3 separate regions of the Zea mays genome follow, and all the other regions are linked to region 3. Evidence: chromatin contacts called from public Hi-C data. All regions are on one chromosome and are shown on one strand. Each heading gives the region's core, a stretch centred on a gene start, on an enhancer-like site or on the middle of the called end of the contact. The rest is flanking DNA. Distances are from core to core; before and after follow the strand shown.

Evidence for each region. Hi-C and Micro-C count contacts between places; a contact is called where the count stands out from the background.
Region 1: a Hi-C map of ear shows a contact between it and region 3, with 2.8 times the contacts expected there. The contact joins the promoter of LOC100383487 here to the promoter of LOC100277796 in region 3. A contact is called at or near these places in 2 of 25 Hi-C or Micro-C datasets (ear and endosperm).
Region 2: a Hi-C map of ear shows a contact between it and region 3, with 4 times the contacts expected there. The contact joins the promoter of LOC111589328 here to the promoter of LOC100277796 in region 3. A contact is called at or near these places in 8 of 25 Hi-C or Micro-C datasets (bundle sheath, ear, endosperm and 3 more).

Annotation. Positions count from the first base shown.
Region 1 is chr5:184,048,475-184,052,890 of Zm-B73-REFERENCE-NAM-5.0, reverse strand. It overlaps LOC100383487, which reads left to right and starts at 1,853. Exons shown (of 6, transcript NM_001176135.1): 1 at 1,853-2,255; 2 at 2,889-3,027; 3 at 3,139-3,325; 4 at 3,414-3,910. The coding sequence starts at 2,248.
Region 2 is chr5:184,104,045-184,108,617 of Zm-B73-REFERENCE-NAM-5.0, reverse strand. It overlaps LOC111589328, which reads right to left and starts at 2,632. Exons shown (of 2, transcript XM_023300163.2): 1 at 1,906-2,632; 2 at 618-1,093. The coding sequence starts at 2,469. The coding sequence ends at 1,987. It also overlaps the pseudogene LOC100383738.
Region 3 is chr5:184,243,392-184,248,146 of Zm-B73-REFERENCE-NAM-5.0, reverse strand. It overlaps LOC100277796, which reads left to right and starts at 1,679. Exons shown (of 1, transcript NM_001151275.2): 1 at 1,679-2,464. The coding sequence starts at 1,721. The coding sequence ends at 2,323.

The DNA of each region.
Region 1 (4,416 bases), core at 604-3,103, 200 kb after region 3:
TCAGACAACAACTTCTGCATCAAATAGTTTTGTTCAGATTTAACATAGATTTATTCAAACTAAAAACTTTTTTCAACACAGATTCTGCGTTGTCCTAATATGGTGCCCGTAACGCCTCGAGTTCTAGTTTATATTTAGGGCTGCAGAAACCAATGGAGGCTGCTTCAAAGTTGTGCCAAAGAACATGATATATTGTTAATAGTGATATAAATCGGCGCATCTGCTCCAGACGAGATACCAAGGATCATAGATTCCATACAAGTAGACTAGGTGTTCCGTGCTACAAGTGCAAGATATGTGGTGTCGTGGTGAGCTGACCAGGGCGGACCTAGCTAGTTGTAGTTGTAGACTTGTAGTTGCTGGGCGCCGTCATCCGCAGAAATTTTCCACTGGCCGTCGTCTACGCGTACAAGTGGTCCGCGTACGGCGCGGGGTGTACACAGATGCGGCGTCGCTGCCATGCTTGACCTGGCCACGACCGCGAGCGGCGCCGCCCGCCCGGCTAGGCTCCGTGTCCGTCGACCGCTTCGCTTGTCTCGGGGTGCCTGTTCCGCCGCCCGTCGTGTCGCCGTGCCGGGTCCCCCCATCCATCGGTTCCTCCACGATGGGATGTCGGAGCTCGCTCGCCGCCGCAGATAGCGTTCGGTTTGACTCGTCCGCACGGTCGTCGTGCTACGGTGTGGTGTGTGTGTGGCACACCGCGCACCAGGAAAGGTTCCCAACTAACGTTCCATCACGCGGTCGTACTGCCGCGACCACCGTTGTGTTGATTGCAGCGAACCACCCATGGGCCGTGGCCGCGCGCTGGTGGCAACTGGCAAGAGGAGCGAAACTTTTTGTGACAGCTACTACCAGTCTTGTTTGGCCGGGCCTGCAGTAGAAAAAGTTTCTGACAGCAACCACTACTTATATTATTATGTTGGGGGGAGAGGGCAGGCATTTATTTCTGACAGCAAGCACTTGCCCGCTCTTTATTCTTTGTATACTACTCACCAGTCACCAGTATTATTCTGTGTAATTTAAGAATCGCTTGTGTGTTGACCGGCCACTTGAGTCGTTCAACCGCACGACCACCGGCGCACCGCGCACGCAGCATCGGTTGGTACGACTACGGCACGACCGAAACAGGCGATCGTAGTCCACCCCTTTTCCGGCCCGTTCCTTGTTCGTACTGTAACTCATCACTGTTCGGATTCGATCGATCCAGGCTGCAGGGCAAGACGCCGAGACGAAGACAAAGGGATGATGCAGTAGGCCGAAACTTGGGTGGAAGCAGATGCGTGCGCGACGGCCAAACCAAGTCGTCCTACCGAAAAGCTGGAGATGGCGTCTCGCTTTTCTTTGTCACTTGTCAAATGGACTCTGCCACGCCTGTGTCGTGGTAACAAGCACGTGATGAATCACAATTCCCAAACGAGGTTAGCGGTTCTCTGTTTTCGCAAAAAAAAAAAAATCTTCGTCATCGTGATCGTGAGTCAATGGCTCAATGCTGCCGCCTCTCTCTCCATCGACGAGCCCACGACGCAGTCACGCAGAGACGGGCAGACGGCGTTGTATATTTCGGCCCATAAGAAACGTTGCCGGCGGCGGGAGGGAGGGAAACGGGCTGGCAGTGGCCTTGCCCGCGCGTGAGGTGGGCCGAGCCTCCCGTCCTGCTGGGCTCGCGGGGTGCGGCGTCGAGGGCATGGACATGGGCCCCTCGATGAAGAAGCAAGGAACGAACGAAACGAGCGCGTGGCTTGCCAAGGAAGGAAAGGGTCAGGGCGAAGGAAGCTGCAACGGTCGCCCGCCGAGTTACTGCAAGGGCTGGGCAGGCACTCAGGCTGGCAGCAGCCAGCAGCGATTGGGGTTCCCGAGACAAACAGTCGAGCTCGGGACCCTGAGAAACAACCAGGGAGGGCACTAGGGCAGGGACAGGACGACCAGACAGGCTCCGCGTTTCCCGGCCCGCGAACGCGAGCGCGAGTTCATCGCCTTCCCGGTTCCCGCCGCGCCGCGGGCTTTCCCGCCTTCCCCGAGCCCTCCTCCCCCGCACACCCACGACCAGTGTGTGGGTGGAGACTAGTGGGAGTGGGAGGCGTTATAATCGGTCGGCGCAAGGACGTGGGGGAGAAGGGGGGCTAATCCGGCCGTGCACGCAACCGGACCGGGCGCGGTAGCCAGTGCGTAGGCGCCGTTCCGCCGCTGCCGCCTCGCCCGGCGTTCCTCGCCGCCAGCACAGGGCGTGGCCGGAGTCCGCGCGCCACCATGGCAAGGTACTAGTCATCGTCCGCTTCTTCTTTTTTTTTTCTTTTTTTCTTTCGGTCGACATCGTCGTTAGGGCTTGCCTCGATCACGCGGCGCATTCGGGATTCAGGTTTGGTTGGGCGCGGGTTTAGTGATGCGAGGGTTCCGTCTTCAACAGTGTAGTACCGATGTGTAGCTTCAAAAGATCGTGGATTACGATTACTTCTGGTAGCACTAGCACACTGCTCCGAGCCAGATTTTATCATGATCAGTTTGCCATCCATGCCCGGATTGGGGATAAGAAACACAAGAAAAGAAGCAGACAAACAGAGCATATGCCCTATTGCCCTGCCCTGATGTGTGACAAGCATTTTTGCTCGGCTTGCTTCCTGCGGTCACAACATGTACGATAATGTTTAGTAGTGTTGATGTTGCGTTCTTCAGTCTATGCTGTACCACTGGAGTCCAGCCACCAATTGGTCTTGCCGGTGTTTTATTATCAATAACGGGGCATCAAATAACTCATGTTTTTGTTACACATAGACTACTAGTGTAGCTAAAAAAATACATAAATTTTAAGTATCTGAGCATGTTTGTCTTCAAATTATCTTGTGGAAGTACTTCTGGGACAAACAAGCACCAATATGCTTCTTTTGTTACAGGTCATGGCTGATAACTTGTAGGGGAATTGCTAAGAAAATAAGGTACACAAATCCTGGCGCTAATCACCATATAAGTGAACTGGTTGCAGAAGCACGGAGGGAATGCCCAAACTGCAGTTATATTATTGATAACAGCGATGTAAGTACATTTGTTCTGTTTAGGTTGTTGGAGAAGGGGCATTTGGCTTCCAGACCATGTCGTAGATGTTACATATCTGAGCAAGTTTTTCCTGCATTTCAAATTCTGCAGGTTGCCATGCAGTGGCCTGGGTTGCCTGCTGGAGTCAAGTTTGATCCTTCTGAATTGGAGTTGCTTGAACATTTAGAACAGAAAGTTGGCCTGGGAGATTCAAGACCACATGTGCTCATTGATGAATTTATTCCAACTATAGACAATGATGAGGGAATCTGCTATTCACATCCTGAAAATCTTCCTGGTATATAATCATGTCTTGAGATGGTGTAGTTATTTATGAATCTGTTGTTATATTCACATTCTGAATTTGGTATTTATTGACCTCGTAGGTATGAAAACAGATGGTAGCAATGCTCATTTCTTTCATAGAGTTTCAAAAGCGTATGGTTGTGGTCAGCGCAAACGTCGAAGGACCATCAACTGCAGTGATCACACTGTTTCTGATGAGCATGTGAGATGGCACAAGACAGGGAGATCCAAAGCCATATATGAAAATGGTGTTATAAAAGGTTGGAAGAAAATAATGGTGCTGTACAAAATTTCGCAAAGAGGCAGAAAGCCTGATAGAGCTAATTGGGTAATGCATCAGTATCATCTTGGAGAAGAGGAAGACGAAAAGGACGGGGAACTTGTAGTATCTAAAATATTCTGTCAGTTGCCAAATAAGAGTATGGAAATTTCTGAAACAGAAACTGCTTATGAAGAACCTGGTGCACCTGCTTCGGTGATTGGTCCGAAAACTCCAAAGACAGTCACACCACAGCCACGCCATCCTAAAAATAGTCCATGTGAAACTGAGCAGAGTATTTTCATCCTGCAGGACCAGGTAACTCACTAACTTCTTTTGGGATCACAGTGACGTACACAAAAATTGCTAGATCAGAGCATAAATGTGTTGCTGAAATTACACAAGTAGGCATATGAAGAGAAATTGAAACTGATATGCACTTAGCTTTGTCCAGAACCTCTATTACCTCCCGCTAAAACCAGTGGGGACCTAGGACTAGCGATCTGACAGACATATTAACCCTGCATGTTTCAAAATGAGCGCCAAACAACATCAACGCTAGTTTATAGATGGACTTAGAGTTTGTATAATCTTTTTTTTGTTGAAGTAGACAATCACTATCAGAGTATCAGTATCCTAGAAATATATATTTCTGGAATGAAGAGGCACGACAGTGTGCCTATTTCATTGATGGAGGTGAGAGCATCCTGGAAATATGTGCACTAATCTTTTCGGCATGGTGGGTAAAACCTTACATGTTTGCAATCCCATTGGTGCATTGCCATAATCTTGTTTTCATGACCATTTCCACTGCCCTAAGTTTG
Region 2 (4,573 bases), core at 1,383-3,882, 140 kb after region 3:
GGTCATCCTCATCCACCCTACAGATACACCATGTGGGAGGCCATCCAAGTTAGTGCCCATTCGCTCCTCTTCCCCCATGCCCATGTTGTGCATCATCCTGCATTGAACGTTGCTGGTGTAAAGATGAAGAGAGTGATTACAAGTGTTTCTGCCTGCATAGTTGTAGATTTTGAAGCATCGTGATGTTCCATTTGTGCATAGAATGGTCCCGAAATGGTGTTTAGGTAATAGGCACGAATAGCGTGTTTTTGTTGTTCTGGTTCCTTGCTTTATTTGCATACTCATTCCTTGCAGACTCCAAAACTAAATCAACAAGTTGGAGATCCTCCTTCCTGCAGCGCAGAAGCACAGCTGGTTCTTTCAGGCGCAGCAAACTCTGTTCAGATAAAAATTTGTGTTAACTGATGCTCAAATTACTGAAGAATGGAATAGAGGTTAGTGTGAAGCCATATCCAAGACACTCTACTCATGTATATTGAATGCATATACCAAATCCAGTGTGAACCGCTACAATTACTTTACAAGTCCAATAAAAAAGTTGCACCAAAAGCATGATTAAAAAAAGCCATGACTTGAATATTTACCCAAACTCAAGCATGTCATTCTTCAGGGTGAGGAACAGAACCATCAACTTTTTTTATGGAAAACTGAATAGTCTTATATCATCTGAAATATCTAGCCAAAACAGCCAATTTTCAGCAATATTCAACTTGGTTGGATTGGTGTTATCTCCAGCAATGAGAACTCTAACAGACTGTCAGTCCATAGCTACCACGAAATGAGCTCAAAATGGAATACACAGCACAACAGAAAGAACCTGTTTTTCTTGCAACATTTGTTCTCTGCGTTCAGTTAAAACGAGCTATTGCTTGCAGGAGCTGCACCAAGTTCACGCTTCATATTCGCAGAGAAGAATGCAAACTATGTTCTGCTTACCTGAACAATAAGTGTCTTGAGAAGCTTCTTGTAAGTGAGGTGATCTCTACTTATGCGCAGTAGCTCTTTGCTTGCTGACTTCAACATATCTGTTACCAAATCATCCTGAGCTTGAAGGACTTTAATTCTAGAAGCATTGAGCTGCATTGAGTAATCACTGCATAAGACCACACACAGTAATATCAGTGAATTGATATTTTTTACACAAAAGAAAAATAGTATGGTCACCGGCATATGCTAAAGTGGGGAAATATCCATAATGGCCCGTAGACAATAGTAGCTATGAAGTGTGACATAGGTAAAACAGAAACAAGTCACAAGAATGGGAATAAGAAATTGAGTTAGAACTGCTATTTACATTTTCTTCTTGATGCCAATAACTTGCTAGCTGGATTCCACCGTGGTCAAGCCTTGTGATGAAATCAGATGATGATGACGCAATTGGCTTCTGTGACCTACAATTATGGGCATGCTGATGCTACCTAGAACCTCACTACACTGGATGACAGGTGAATAAGCAGACAATAGTTGAGTGTTGTCATCAGGTTGCATCTACCATGACTGAGATTGTGAGCTTATGTATCTATCGATCATTGTATTACTCACTCTTTCTCAGTATAAGTTGAATACTCAGCATACTATATATATATATGTGATACAGCGCCCGATAGGGCGCTACTTTTTCTAGTGTAGCATACAAGCTCCAATCGGTTGGCTTTGGTGACAATGGAGGGAGGAGGGAAGGGTAGTGGAGTTTGGTATATAGATCCACCCAGATGGAGTGGAGTACAGTACAATGATAGACAGTGAAGAGACGAGAAGATTCAATTTTATTTGAGTTGAGCCTCAAAGTTATCTACAACAGTCCACTCTACAGTACTATAGTGGGCAACAAATGTATGGACATATGCACGCTTTGTTAGTCAAAAGGTTTAGAAATTTAGGTGTGGGAGAAAGAAAAAAAATAACCTTGTGAACTGCGAAGTTTTTTTTCTCTTAAATCTCATGATAACATTTAGCCATATACAGTGACTGAGAGGTGAGAGCACGCTAGCTGCTTGGTTCCTGGAACCTCCTTGACGTGGAGCGAAGCAACAGGTTCCTCAGGCTGCGGGCGCTCTCCCTGCGCCGCGTCCCCGCTCCCCGCGCGCCGCCCTCCTGCGGCGCGGCGGCGGCGGCGTCGTGGCCGGCGACGTCGAGGACGGACTCGAGCCTCCGCGCCACGGCGACGAGCTCGTACGTGTCCAACAGCGACTGCGCGAAGTCCCACGAGCTCTCGCGGGCCCGGGCGGCGTCCGATGCCGCGGCCGCCGCCATGGCCTCTAGCTTGAACCGAGACGGGCGGCGCGGCGCGGCGCCCGCGCGGCCTCGCGCGCCGGCGCCGGCGACGTCGTCGTCCGCGCCCGTCCCCGAGGCCCGCAACGACGGCCGCGGGTTGCCCGACTGCGCGTACCACGCCTGCGCCACCGCCTTGAGCAGCTCCACGTCGACGTCCCCGGGCTCGCGCGAGCGCGACCCTGCAGCGCCCTTCATGTCGCGCGCGTGGCGGTGGGCGGGCGGTGAACGGTGAGCTGGAGGCTGGAGCGGATTGGGTGTGGGTTGGAGGAGGAGGGTACCGTTTCGGCGGGTAACGAACGACACGTACAGTGGCCTTTGCGTTGTCCGCGTATCGGCCTCACGTCTCTCCAGCGCAAGAGGCCAAAAAGCAGCGTCACGTCAGACGATCACAGCATATTCTTCCTACAAAGATCTGGCGGCGCGGGATGCTAGAGCTCCAGAGCTTCTTCTGCAGCTACTGGCAGTCGCGCGTGCGAGGTGCAGCTTCACCGAAGACTACGACGATGCTCTTTTGTAATTGTCTGGATAATATCTCCTCGAAGTGCTACACTATGCTGTGGCCCTTTTAGATTTTGACCAAACAGAGAAAAGGTGGCCTCAATTAGTGAGCACCCACGTCCAGCCGGAAAAGGAGCACTTCAAATGACTCCGAAAGTTCAGTGTTCCAAGCTAATTAGCTATGGCCATGGCCGGATGGCGACCTCCATTGCTTCTGCTAACTTTTGGAGTGAACACATTAGAGCGCTGAGAATGGACCATCTAAGTAAAGTAAACGCTTTTCTAAGATAATTTCTGTATTTTATATGCAGGGTTTAACTTTTTATGTTATTAAGCATACAACTGAGGAAAGCTCCTAAAGTTGATACAAATTGTTACAAAATTTCATCTACGCCTCAATCCACTAGAAAACTTGTCTTACCAGAACGGGATTGGCCTATACAGATATCTTTACAGCCCTCTCAATCACAACTTTCGAAGTTAAAATTATATTCTAAGTTTTCTAGCAAATCGACCGGAAGAGCTTTGGTGAAGCCACCTACTAGTGGATACAAAATCGATTTCAATGAACTTCTTTGTAATCTTTTCTGTCACAAAAATAGTAACAAACTCCTATGTGTTCAGTTCTGGCATGAAACACAGGATTGGAAGACAAATATTTTGGTCCAGAATTTAAGTGGCATTCATGAATGCGTGAAATCTTTGGTCCCTGTTCACGGTCCAAACACACAAGGATGAGGAAGGCTCAGTACAAAGGAGGCACTCGAATTCTAGAGATGACGACATGACGTCGACACCGTGTGTGACCACGACTAATGTAGTAATGTTCATCTTGGTCCCGAAGGTACGATTTCCTGTCTTTTCATTATCTCTTCCCACACTCAATGTACACACTAGATATATGTCTATTACTCCTTAACGCAAGAACATAGTCCGGTTAGAGCAGATCAACCTAAGCTTAAGAAAGAATCTATGACAGTCAGCATATATGGGGCGTGTTTGGTTCGGCTTTTTTCTGACAAGCTTTTCTAAAAAACTGTCTGTGGAGAAAAGCTGGCTGTTGGGAAAAGCTGGTGGGTAGAATTTAGGTGTTTGGTTCGCCAGCTGTACAGAAAAGCTGTTCGTGAGAATCTATGTGTTTGGATAATCAGATTCTAAAATTGCAGATTGTGTTCGAAAATCGATCCAATGAAACCCGTAATGAAGAAAAGGTCATTATACAATAATTAGTTGAGTTGACCAAACTTATTCCTTAACTGTCTAAATGACTGTGGACCCCCACATGCCCACAAGAAAATGTCAAGTGCTTCCGTAGTACTAACACCCCGGCTTGAAAGTAGACCATAATTGTCCACCAATGTGTCATGCAATCGTCTAAAAACAGTTCGTCGCATGCGAAACATATCGAAGCAGTCGTTACTATTCTGCAATGTTCTCTCCACCCATTGAATACCAGTTTCAACTAATGCTCTTCTAGGAACCTGACTCATAGTCCTGCCCCAAACGTTTACAGCACATATAGCAACGACCAATTCTGCATCTGTGTCATCCAATTCGCTAACATATGTGTCTGCAGCAGGGTCAGACATCTGCATGCACACAGAGAACAGAGACACATTCATATGTAACCAGAGTTTGTAAGTCACTAAAAACTGTACAACCACAGTTTACAAGCCACATATATTCAGTTCTGACCGGAATACAGAAAGTTCACAGATTAACATAGTTCACACCCTGACAACTCGGATTATTCAAATAGAAGTTTAACTCAAATATCTGGAAAACAGGGAAAATTAAGCGC
Region 3 (4,755 bases), core at 430-2,929:
ATGTAGTGTATATAAACAAAGTTGGTTGTTTAACAGATCTTGTATTTACGGTCTATGCCCACAAAGTTACAGTTTCAGGTTATGGCAGTGCATATGTCAAATATCAGAACACAATGGTGACTTGCTCTCGCGTAAAGGCTCCTGAGAGCGAGCGATCAACGAGTCGTCCTGCTGTCGCTGCTCGCTCGAGGGAAAGAAGATCACACAGATGTAAAATGAGAGCTCGAAAAGAAGCCGACGTCTAGCAGTGAAAGAAGCAGTAGCCACTCCCACCATTCTCCTTACGTTATTCCGTATTTCTCTTTGTTTATGATCGTTCACACAAATACTTACTATATATATATATACACAATTCGTATAACAAATAACATTGACACAGTCTAATTCTCTGAAATCACTCCATTCTACACACTATCATTTACTCCATGTGCACAATTCATATGTAACAGATAATATTAGTACGATGAGATTGAAGAAAATTACAACAACATATTGTTCCATAACAGATTGTAACATAAATTATTCTTATCATAAATGATAACATTCGTTGTTATTAAATCTAAACTATCTTCTGCACTATGTTAAAATTCGATTGCCCAACAAAATCTATTGCTTCCTTTTCTAGCTATCCATCTTTCGATACATATAACTAATAGACACAGTTATAGATAATACTACTTCACACTTTCATTTACATTTAACAATTACCATTATCTTCTTGCCAGTTCTTTATGAATAATTTTTACATATACAACATGATGCAATACTTGACGACAAGGGAAAAGGTTCAACAACTACAATTGATTCTCCACCCAAAATGTTATACTCTGCTACACAATATCTTACATGTATTTTTTCTATCTATTATAAAAGCATCATTCCATTTTTCTTTGGTAATTATTGCTACTACAGAAGTGAATTTATCCAAAACTATATTTCTTTCACACATAATTTTTCCTCATATTTAACTTATCCAAAATTTAATACCACATATTCATGCAAATAGAAAATAGATATTAATTGTGGTAACCATTTATGCCGAACACTTTCATCCCTTTCTCTTCTACTTCCATAAACGAAGAAATTAAAATTCTCTGTTTCCCAACTATACAGATTCAAACATGGACCCCTGCACATCAAAGAAAATTCGGACACTAGATCTTCCAAGAATTGAAGATTTTCTAAGATTATCAACAGCCTTTTAGGTTGTAGAATGTCCTCTATATAATTATATATAACTGCTCAACTCTTCTGAAGACATTTCATGTAAATATAACAAGATAGCTTCAAATATCGCAACATATATATATATATTACATTCTACCACAACTCACTTAACTCTATTTTATTTTATATAAATCTGATGTGCTCTATACCGTCTTTCATGCTCTGTATCATCTTAAAAAAACTCACTCGCTTTATTCGTCTGGTAATATATAAATTACAACAAGCATTAAAAATTAACTTAAAAACAATATTGCATACTAGTCTATCTATATACGCTATCTGTTGGAGATGAGCTAAGAAGTGCTAACCTTCAGAATTCAGATACAAGAGATTCTCTATACAGCCCGGCGCCCAGGCAAAATTGGCTATCAGGCTGACAAGTTTGTATTCGTCCCAGCCCGGCCCATCCATCCAGCCACCATCCGCTGCTGCCTGCTACTACTTATCACACAAACCCTAATGAACCTAGCGCCGCTTCCTCCCTCCCAAACCCATGGCTTCCCACCTTGACTTCCGCTGCCTGGATGAGGGCCTCGGCGGCGAACGCGGCAAGCGCAAGCGCCGCGAGGATGCCTCGGCGGCGGCCGCGGACTCCATGGACCTCGATGCTGACGCCCCCCGGCCGTCTAAGCTCCGCGCCATGCCTTCCCTCTCCGACCCCTCGAAGCCGGCCTCCTTCGGCCAGCCCACCTACGACGGCGTCATCGCAGGGCGGTTGTCGGGGCGCCGGTGGAAGGAGCCCCGCACCCGGCGGTCGTCGGCCGTGGCGGTGTCGCGGAAGCCGATCCCGCTGGAACAGCGCGTCCGGGAGAAGTCTCTGAAGCGCGCGTACCAGGCCCGCAAGGCGGAGCTCAAGGAGGAGATCCGGCAGAACAAGGTTGCGAAGCGGAAGGCCCGCGAGGAGCGGGAGAAGCGGAAGCAGGAGAACGTGCTCCGCACGGGCACCAAGCTGCAGCGGGTCACCAACCCGAAGACGATCCAGAAGATCGCCAAGTCCAAGAAGCGCAAGCAGCTCAAGGTCGTCCCCGACGAGTTCTTCGGCGGCAAGAAGTCGGAGGCCAGCCGGCGCATGCAGGTGCCTGGACTTGAGAATTGAATCTCAATTCTCAATCTCTGTTTCTGGGGTCGCGTTGAGTTCATAGTGGTTAATTCGACGACGATTTTCTACTTGCTTATGGTAGTTTGAAGTATGATCAGATTAAGTGATTACAATGGTACGCAAGTTATCAAGTTCTGATATGAGATTTTTACTGCCGTGTACCCAATTTTGCTTGTATTCCGGGCTCTCCATATAAAGTTTTCTATGCATCTATTATTCAGTTGCCATCAGTGACTGTTAGCACACACACCTCTCTCTTGTACACGGAATTACTAGATTCACTGGTAACCTCAAGAGAAGGAAGGTTTGCAGCAAGCAAGACAATCTGGATAGAGGAGAGGAGCACTAGAACACAGAGGGAGACGAGCTAGAGCCTGCAGCTGGAAGCGCGGGGAGAAAGATGTGCAGTCCTGGAAATGGAGAACGAGATGGGTTCTCAATAATTCTTGGATGCCCTTTCCGGTAACCTCTACTGGGCCTTTGTAGTTTGAGCTATCTGGGCCGTTTGGGCAGGCAGTCCCTGACATTCTCCCTTCTTAAAATTGGGCTTGCTTCTTAAAATTCGGCTTGTCTTTAAGCCGATATTTCTATATTATTAAAGCTGCTCCAAAACTCGCCTCATTAGCCATCCACGTCGTCATTTCTTACTCAAGCCGATCGATGGCCGCCATCCCTCGCTGACTCCATCACGTACTCAGTATAGAGCGCGTTGCTCCCTACGCCTCTGGAAATTTCTATTTCTCAGCAGATAGACATAGACTACGCCGGTTCTTTCTAGAAGGTGCAGCCAGCAGCGAAAAGAAATTAATTTTACCAACCAAACGCATTGAACAGAGATATGTCGAGCGGCGGCACGACGAAGGTTTCCATCCCCGAAATTCTCCCGCCTTTCGGTCACGCATCACAGACATTGCCGCCGTCGCCGCATTGCCGCCGTCGCCGCACACATGTTTCCTGTAGCACGTGACGAATATGCGAGAAATAGTATCTGCTTTGCCTTGGATTCCTTCAACGTTCTTTGCTTCTTCACCTTCTTGGGCGCCGCCGCGTGCTAGTCTGTTAATTAGTTTTCGTTGGTACTCTCTGTTGTTCATCCCGGACCGGGCTTTCATGGGGTCACGCAGTACGGAGTAGGACGACGACATCAGCGTGGGCGAAGCATTCAGTCCATCTCCACCCGTCGACCGTCGAAACACTGGTAAGCTTTTTGTTCATGCCGATTTCGTTTTTTCCTCTCCAGTAGTTGTAGACAAGCCTCCTGCTTAAACGGCCGCCGCTGCCTTCCTACTTATCGAGCCGAGGACGTTTGTGTTAGACTGACATGGATTCTAGCAGATACAGTACGATTTGCATATACATTTTTTTAAAGAGTTCAGAACCCAGTCTCCTGCTAGCTTCTCTCTCTCTTTTTGCGATGCAACCATGGGTCGGCAGTGGGTAACGGTTAATGTAACCTTCTTCTTGATGTCGTTAGCATTCCATTTAATGGCTACTATGTTGTCGTTTTTCTTCTTATCTTTACTCCATAAAAAATTTACTGCATCAACGATACAATGCCTAAATAGAAATACACCTACCTAACCATCTCTGCTTGATTACTTGAGACTTGAGAAGTAACATAGGATTGTTCATATCAAATTGCTTCGCACAACAAACCCAGCAACAATATTTTCAGATAACATATTCCAGAAATATTTGTACCTAATACAATAATACTTTCCCCAAAACATAGATTTTGACAGTCACATACGCACGTCTATCACTAAAAGAAAAGCGACATTTAAAGAACATTTTAAGTTTCAATTTCCCAGTCGGGATGAAAGTGGCCATGGTTCCTTTCATGCCCTTTTATTGCATGTTTCTTCTACAACTATTAAGTTTGCGGACTTTCTGAAAGGGAAATAGGCTCAAACCTTTTCCTAAATGATTTTGGTGGTTGAATTACCCAACACAAATAATTGGACTAACTAGTTTGCTCTAGATTATATGCTCTACAGGTGCCAAAGGTTCATCTACAACTATACTAAATCGACTGTCCGGAATACCGTAGATTATTCCGGACAGGAGAAGCTTTTTGGAAAATCAGGCCAAGCGCGGACCGTCCGGGTCTTTGCGGCAGACCGTCCGCGACACCTAAATAAACCTCGGACAGAACCAATGCAAAAACATGTGTCTCTACTGCGGACCGTCCGATGGAAGAGCAAGCACCGTCCGAGACCACGCGCGGACCGTCCGGGCCCTTGCGGCGGACCGTCCGCGACACCGCTTTGACTTCGACCAGGAACTATAAATCAAGGACAGTCCGAATAAACCACGGACCGTCCAGCTACAACGCGCGGACCGTCCGGCTATAATTCACGGACAGTCCGCAGGTGAAGACCTGGTTCAGCCCGAAGGTGACAAGTTGAGCAAAAGGAATTATATAGCTG